3 separate regions of the Arabidopsis thaliana genome follow, and all the other regions are linked to region 3. A link is a contact called in public capture Hi-C and targeted proximity ligation data. All regions are on one chromosome and are shown on one strand. The core of a region is the stretch at or near the end of the contact, and the rest is flanking DNA. Distances in the headings are between cores, read along the strand shown.

Region 1 (2,700 bases), core at 79-2,578, 250 kb after region 3:
TGTGGTCTGCTACACTTCAGATAGCTGACGAATTTTTTTTTATATATATTACACCTACAATATTAACATAATTATATGTTTAGTCCAAATAGACCGAACAACAATTCACAAAATTGAAACTGAAATCGGATATGAATTGGGTAAAAAAAAGATTCTAAATAATTTTCTGATAAAAAACAAAGAAACTATATCACTCCAAATCTCTTGACCATAGTGTTTGTTCCATTCCATCGTCACCATAGTTTAGACTTTAAATTCAGTTTCACTTTGACTAATTTTAGATAAATTAACATATTAAACGGAATCAACAACTTCCCTCTCTCCCTTGGCGACTACAGAGGCGACCAACAAAACCAGTTTCCTGTTTCATTTTTTTTAACAGGCTGCCGGCATTTGCCGGTAGTTTTTTTGCTTTTCTACTCCTTTCTTCTTTTGTTTTTAATATTGTGATGGGAGATATTCCCCTTAATTGGATTTCTGCTCGTCCTATCTTCTCCTTTCGAATGGTGACGGTGTTTATTGTCATGTTTAGAACAGAGACATACAATTACCAGTTTCATGTAAACCCGTTGCTATATTCGAAATCAGAAAAAATTCATCCCACCAATGTCTCTTTACCCATGTCATGTCGATTCATTTGAATCATGGTGTATTTCCTTATCTAAAGTTTGTTTTCGGTGGTTTCTCTCACCGACGTGATCTCCGGTTTTCAACCGATGAAGTTTCTTCAAATCTATGGTTTGGAGAAGTCATTTGGGTATTTGATCCAGGAATCAATAGACAAATTCTTTTGAGTGAAGGAATTGGCATCGACAATAATTTCCTCTTCTCAAACACATGGTCCGATGATGGCGATGTACTCGCTGTCCAACGATCCGTTTATTCATGTTCATGGTCTAATGATGGTGATGTACTCGCTGTCAAACGATCTATTTATTCGGATTCTATGGAAAAAAGTAATCATGGTCACTAACCGGCGACGATGGGTAGAGTGTTATAAAATACATGATCGAGATCCATTTCAAGCAACATATCCGTGTGTTCGTTTAATCAAAGTGATGCAGAAAGCATTTGGGAGTTTCATCTATAAGATGTTAGCCTTTTACGAGTATATGACGAGGGGACTTAACAGATTTCATCTGTTGCTTGTAAGGCTTCCGTTTGGAAAGCAGGGTCATTTCCATTTTTTTATCAAAATTGTACAATTTCTTTTATTTTATTCGTATTTGAGTGGTTTCATGTATCATGTATTATATAATATTTTTATAATATAATATAATTGATTCGGTGTTAAAAAAAAAAAAACATATTAAACGGAAATTGCGAACGTTAATGGAAAAGAATATATTTTATTATTATTATAAATGCTGTTTGGTACAGGTGGCTTACAAAAATCCAAAGTGCCGTAACTTATTAGCTTCTCTTTCATTTCAAGTCAAAAAGTCCAAACCTCTGCAGATTTTATTCCTAAACCCGACCATGGAAGAATCATCAAACCAACAAATCCTCAACTCCGAGACCCGACCCGACCCGATTCAAAAACCACCGGAATCACCAGCCACCAAACTCTCATTCCCGAGACTCTTCCTCTGGTTTGATCAATCAAATCGCATCAAAACTCTGCTCTCATGGTCCATCTTCTTCCTCCTCGCCGTCATCGTCCCAATGATCTCACACTTCGTGCTAATCTGCGCCGATTGCGATTTCAAACACCGTCGTCCTTACGACGGTTTAGTGCAGCTTTCGTTATCGATCTTCGCCGGAATCTCGTTCGTTAGTCTCTCAGATTGGTCCAAGAAATATGGAATCCGAAGGTTTCTCTTCTTCGATAAGCTTAAAGATGTTAGCGATAAAGTTAGGATCGGATACGAAGCTAAAATCCAGGTAAATTAAACGTATCGACTAATTATAGTATTAGTAATCTAATTTCATGATTAAGAATCGTAATTTTTGGGATTAAAATTGGTAACTAGTGGAATAAGAAGCGATTGTAAAGAACCGGTTATTTCAGTTTTCTTTCAAAATCGGTTCATCAGTCGGTTCAATTTGGAGAGATTGAATCATATTTGGTTTACGTCTCGGTTTCGGTACGCCTAAACCGATCAATTGCCTAAAAATCAAAACTATACCGAAAATAAACCGATTTCTACCCAAAACATATATTAATCCCAACCAAATTAACATATTTTACCCTACTTTATCAGATTTTAACTGGGAAAACCCAAAAAATCGGTTCAATTCGGAGAATTTCATTAACCGAAATACTGAGATAACCGACTCAGTTTGGTTTGGTTAACTGAACTCGCAGGCCTAGAACTTTAAGTTTTGACCTGCCATTGAATCTTAGGCTCAAATCTTGATGTTTTTTTAATCCCAACCAATTTAACCGATTTTACCCGATTTTAACCGGGGAAAATCGGTTCGATTCGGAGAATTTCATTAACCGAAATACCGAGATAACCGAGACATTGACCGAACTCGCAGGCCTAGAACTTTAAGTCTTGACCGTGCCATTGCATCTTAGGCTCGAATCCTGATGTTTTTGAAAGTCTCCTCTGTTTTATTGTTGCAGAGATCAATGAAGCTACTAGCTATCTTTGTCCTTCCATCGACAACGCTTCAAGCTATCTATCGCATTTGGTGGTATGCTTCAGGCTTTAACCAAATCCCTTACATTATAAACCCAACGCTGAGCCATGT
Region 2 (2,700 bases), core at 20-2,519, 140 kb after region 3:
AGATGAGAGATGTCTCAGTTTACCTTTCCACTTTTGCAATGAATCAAGACAGGATGATTCTCTGTATCTGGTTAATAAGGCAAGATAAGAGTCAAGGATTAGATGGTTTTGAATCTTTTGATAATCTAAACAATTACATTTCTCGATGAAAATAGGTTATAGAGAGACAAGAGAGGGTACCTAGAAGTACTTGTAAGGCTTCTCGGATTACCTCGTCAGGGATATTAACAAATGGTTCCTTAAAACACAAAGAGAACAATCAACTTATCAGTCCACAAGCACAGAATATGTTACATTCATCATCTTTGCATAGCTCTATCTAATCAAATGCTAAACAAGAAGATTAAACACAAGTTTTTACAGAAGCAACAACCTAGAATAAGCTTATGAAGTTATGATCCATTCTTATGAGATTCAGACTCATCATTCCACCAATATGAGATATTGAAACAATCATAGATAACCACAGACTATGAAACTAAGAAGAGGTGATTCAAAGCTTCAAAAACATCGATAACGAGAGTAAGAAAAAGTAAATAATTAGTATCACCACCAATCTCACCTTGCATCTTTCAATTCCAAATTGAAAAACTTGGATCCCATTTGATTTTGCAAACTCTCTATTCACCTCTGGATATGCCTCAGGACACAAATATCTATAGATCACAATACACATTCAAAACAATAATCATAGATTAGAGACTAATTCTTTTGACCATTTCACATTTCACTATAACAGAAACATTCTATAAAACCCTAGCTATAATTATATCTCCATATCAACTAAATCAGCGACTATTTGCGATACAGGACGACGAAGCTGACCTAATTAAGGACTAAGAGAATGAGATTAAGAGAAATTACATGATGGATTTGAGACGCAAAGACTGGAGAAAGCTGAAACTGACGGGTTCAGGAAAACCAGAACGGAAAATTCCATTATCGACCATAGCGAAGTTAAGAGGTGGCACGAAAAGCTCACCGCCGCCTCTCTCCTCCATCGAGTTCTCCGATTGTGGTACCGTGTGAACATCGCCGGCGTAACTCTCTAACGTCATGATTGTATTGAGCGCCAAAAAGGGAAAGGAAGAGAGCTTTCGATGAGAAAATGTCGAGAAAAATTGAGAAGAAGATTCAGAAGTTTTGGGGAATATTAAAAGGTATCCAGAAGAATATTCTTCTCTCCACTATTTTACTAAGATCAGACCCGTGTTACAGCACGGAGGAATATATGTGTTTCTGTATGATGTATGATGTGTATTAGAACGTGCTTAGATAGTTTTAAAACGTAACATATTTAGGGGTTAACTTAAGTAATGAGATTAATTATTAGAATATTTTCTAAAATATTGGAATTAAATTGTTTTTTTTGTTTAAAATATTTTTTTCATGTGTTAAAAATAAAATAAATACAAAATATTCTTTAAAAAAATTTCTAGCGATTTTACAAAAGTCTATCATTTAGTTATACCAGATTTATTCTTATTCAGTAGAATTTTTTAAATACGACAGATTTTTTATATCATACTTTTTTGGTTGACAGATTTCTTAGAAGATAGTGATAACAAATTTATAAATTATCTACATATACAATTTTGGGAAAGATTTGTGTCGAAAAATTCTTTTTCAATTTCGATATTGTATGTTTAGTCCCTATAAAATCAATCAGACAAGATTGTCTGCGTTAGGACAATGACCAAATTTTTGATGAACTATTCACGTTTTGCACTAATTAATTACCTAAACAAAAATATTATTTTGCACTACCCTCATAAATTGCACACATTAATCCCTTAAATCTCTACTAATTCAATATTACACGAAATAATATTTCTTAAAAATCCGAACAACCAAATAACTAACCATATCTTTACTTACTTCATTCCAAAATCTCTAAATATTTACTACACTCTTACCAAATATTCGTATTTCGATATCACATTTCTATAAGTTAAACGATTATTAATCATGCATTAATTCCATAAACCTTAAAAGAACCCTCTATTTATCATATAATCTTACATATGGTATAGTCAATATATTTTTACACATTCTACAAATCATCATCAATTCAAAATTCCAATATATCACCTCGCAAATTAAATTTCGCCAACTATAATATTATTCAAATTGTTATTGATTATTGCCTTCCAAAAAATTTATCCGATCGAATCATATATTCTCTCCACTCCTCATTCATAGCAATTATGTATCCTGATTTACGTATATCACCTTAACTACAAAATCTTTTACTATTTGCTTGCCAGTCAAGATATAATCTAAATCCCGCAATATTCCATCTTATAAACCACCCAAATCTTTCTGTTTTACATGTACAAGCGTAAAAATAAGGGTAAATACATTTACCATATCTCGACAGTTTGATTCAGAATCAAATCAAAATCTAAATACGGCATTTTGATTATTATTTTGCACTTATGATACTCAAGCATATTCCTATTCTAAACCATTCAGAATCATTCTGTTTTCAAAGAAATTACGATTGGGACTATGTAGAGGATAAAATATGATTTGATTCAAAATCTGCCAGATTTAACATTCATTTGTTTTAATATGTTTTTGGTATCACATATATTCTCCTATATTTTTCTTAATTAATTCCAACAACAATAGGCAATCTTAGTCAATCTTTAATAAACGTAATTAATTCTTTTGCTAATCACAATTTATGATTTCCTT
Region 3 (2,700 bases), core at 79-2,578:
TACATGGTAGCACAAACTCTTCATGTAAAGAAAATCCAAAACAAAATATAACTGCATTGTTAAGAAAGAGTACCTCTCAAAAGATGTGGCTTCAGCTTCAAGCTGCGTAATCCTTTCCTTAGCGAGTTCAATGGGCATAGACAATCCTAACTTGTGTTCGCTCTCTTGAAGTCTAACTCTCAATATTTTGTCCTACAAAAAGGATAGAAGAACAAGAAAAGTCAAGGAAATGGATGTGGATATGATATGAGAATGAAAAGCTTTATATAACTATAATCCGAGCCGATGGCTAAACAACAATTACCCTCTTTTCAGCACATTGTCGATACAATGCAAGCTCATCTTGGCAAAATGGTTCAATATCATTGATTTGCAAACCTAAAACAAGAAAAAAAAAAAAAACAATTCTACTCACTGACAGAAGTAAGGGTAGAATTATAAACCAAACCGAGGATACATAGACATACACAGGAATAGATTCCTCAAAATCCCATCGCACAAATCAACACCTTCAAGCACATGTGAAGCAATTTCAGGAGGGATAACAGGAGATGGAGGACCCGTCATTAGGTCATCACCGACCAGTATAGTCTCCTCCATCATTGGTTGTGAATCAACTGAATATTTTGAAATCACCAATGTTACAGTTCTCAAAAAATGGTCTTAGGATTCAAAAACCATGCAACCTCAATTTAAATTTTCCAAGCAATTTCTACGCATTGATGGTAATGCAGATTGGGATTTTAACAAGTTATACTAAGAAGTTTTACATCATACAAAACAATAGCAAAGAACAAAGCTTTATAGCATTTTCCTAAGTTTCTACATCTAATTCACCAATTCCCAAAGATAAGTGAAGAAAGGGCCTTCCTTGAAGCAAAAACAAAATCACAATTGCACAAGAATCATTCACTCACCATCCATGACTGCTCCGTATCAAATCACTTCAAGAACTGAAGAACAAACCAAACTTGTAAACCCTGAACATTCATTTATAAAAAAAGATACATCAAACAGAGAGAAATTGTAAAAACATTCTCAGTTAGGCATTTCATCGAACAGTTTCTAGGCATAACAAGTACATACCCGTTCGAGAAATCTGAATTCCGCAAAGTACGAGGAGATTCAACGCGTGAACAAGCAGAAAGCAACTAGCGAATACGGATTAGAAAAATTTGATAACAACAGGAAATGATCCGACGCAGCCGATTAAAAACACAGTCCCTCTTCTCAGTGTTACTACTAGATCATGGATCACGGTATTAGCTTTGAAATTACACGAAATCTCGACCGCAGGATAGACGACAATATCTAAAAGCATCTGACGGTAGTAACACGAGTATTGTCTCTAGTAGGTCCCACCATGTTCCAGTTGGGTTTCTTACATATAGTGTTGTTTAAAAGAGGTATATTTTGTTTCTTCGCTTTCAAGTCTAAATCTTCAAACACGACGTCGTTTAGGGCTGGCCATAATATTCGAATCCGAGCTCCCGATCGGAATTTGAATCTGAAATTTTAAAATATCCGAACAGGTTTATACTTCAAAACCCTAAAATCTGAAACCGAATCAGATCCAAACCGATATCCGAACGGGTATCCAAACATATCTATAGTTTAAATGCATAGTAATAATATCTATAAATATTTATATTTGTAATAATCTAAGTGTCAAAATATGTGAATTTTTGAATATTTAAAATATTTTTAGGTTTTTAATATACTTTTTAAGTAAATTTGGGTAAAAAATGTTCAACGTTTTTAGATATTTTGTTTATTTTCAAGTAGTTTGGATCGATTTGGTTATAAAAATTTAATTTTTGAGAACTTCAAGTAATCCGAATCCGAACCCGAAATATCTGATCCGAATCCGATCTGAACCCGAAATCAAGAATTACCCGAATGGGTTCTACCTCTAAATCCGAAAACCCCAAAATCCGAAATACCCGATCCAAACCCGAATGGGTACCCAAACGCCTAGTACTTTCATATATTATGAACTGTAATTTTTACAACATCTTCAGGCTTTGATATTGACAAGTCAAATTCACAGAACAGAAGAAACTTCCTACTGTCTGTGTAAGTAAGTTAATCCTCCGTAAGTATTGTTTGCTAGATGAATATTGTCACTCAAAATCAAGCAGAGGTTTCTTGGAGCGAGCAGCAAATTTCTGTTCCTTCTGCTCCGTGACACTACGAAGAGATTTGCGCCGAGCTTCAGCGCTTTCCAAGTACTCTTGTATTGGAGGAAGAGTGATCTTTTGTTCTTCTCCACCGGCTTTTGCTCGACGAATCAACTGTCCAACAATATAAAGGTTAATGATCTGCAGTTGGTGTAACATTTAGCCATGTGTAGAAGACGAAATTCCGTTTTAACCTTTGAAGCCCATGTTCGTTCTGCTCCTTGACATACATCTCGAATATCTCTGCCTGACATTCTGCGTAACCATCAAAAGTCAATATGGATTCATCACAAATTAATCAGGAATAGAAAGATCGGGTGGCCTTGAAGTTGATCAAATAAAAAGTTTCGAACTTTAGTTTGATATGGTAAAGGAAAGTTGGAAACTTTACGCTTCTGTGGCTTGAGCAAGCTGGACTAGTTCAGGCTTTGAGAGTTGTTTTGCGTATTGAGCGATGATTTCTTGACGAGTTTGTAAATCCGGTAAGTCAAACATGATCATGGAATCGAACCGGCTAAAG

Evidence for each region. Capture Hi-C pulls out chosen DNA fragments and counts their contacts.
Region 1: a contact with region 3 is called in a targeted proximity ligation map of seedling, with 3 times the contacts expected there. A contact is called at or near these places in 1 of 26 Hi-C or Micro-C datasets (callus), 1 of 2 datasets of targeted methods (seedling) and 1 of 3 other capture datasets (seedling).
Region 2: a capture Hi-C map of seedling shows a contact between it and region 3, with 2.4 times the contacts expected there. A contact is called at or near these places in 1 of 26 Hi-C or Micro-C datasets (callus), 1 of 2 datasets of targeted methods (seedling) and 1 of 3 other capture datasets (seedling).

The regions. Positions count from the first base shown.
Region 1 is chr4:1,773,160-1,775,859 of TAIR10.1, reverse strand. AT4G03820 (transmembrane protein, putative (DUF3537)) reads left to right here and starts at 1,328. Exons shown (of 5, transcript NM_001340470.1): 1 at 1,328-1,884; 2 at 2,573-2,700. The coding sequence starts at 1,333.
Region 2 is chr4:1,886,031-1,888,730 of TAIR10.1, reverse strand. PFA-DSP4 (Phosphotyrosine protein phosphatases superfamily protein) reads right to left here and starts at 1,269. Exons shown (of 5, transcript NM_116634.4): 1 at 865-1,269; 2 at 563-656; 3 at 181-238; 4 at 24-67. The coding sequence starts at 1,058.
Region 3 is chr4:2,023,097-2,025,796 of TAIR10.1, reverse strand. It overlaps AT4G04190, which reads right to left and starts at 1,328. Exons shown (of 7, transcript NM_116657.4): 1 at 1,087-1,328; 2 at 918-980; 3 at 468-617; 4 at 305-378; 5 at 74-192. The coding sequence starts at 924. It overlaps AT4G04180 (P-loop containing nucleoside triphosphate hydrolases superfamily protein), which reads right to left. Exons shown (of 14, transcript NM_001340474.1): 12 at 2,572-2,694; 13 at 2,375-2,435; 14 at 1,805-2,294. The coding sequence ends at 2,124.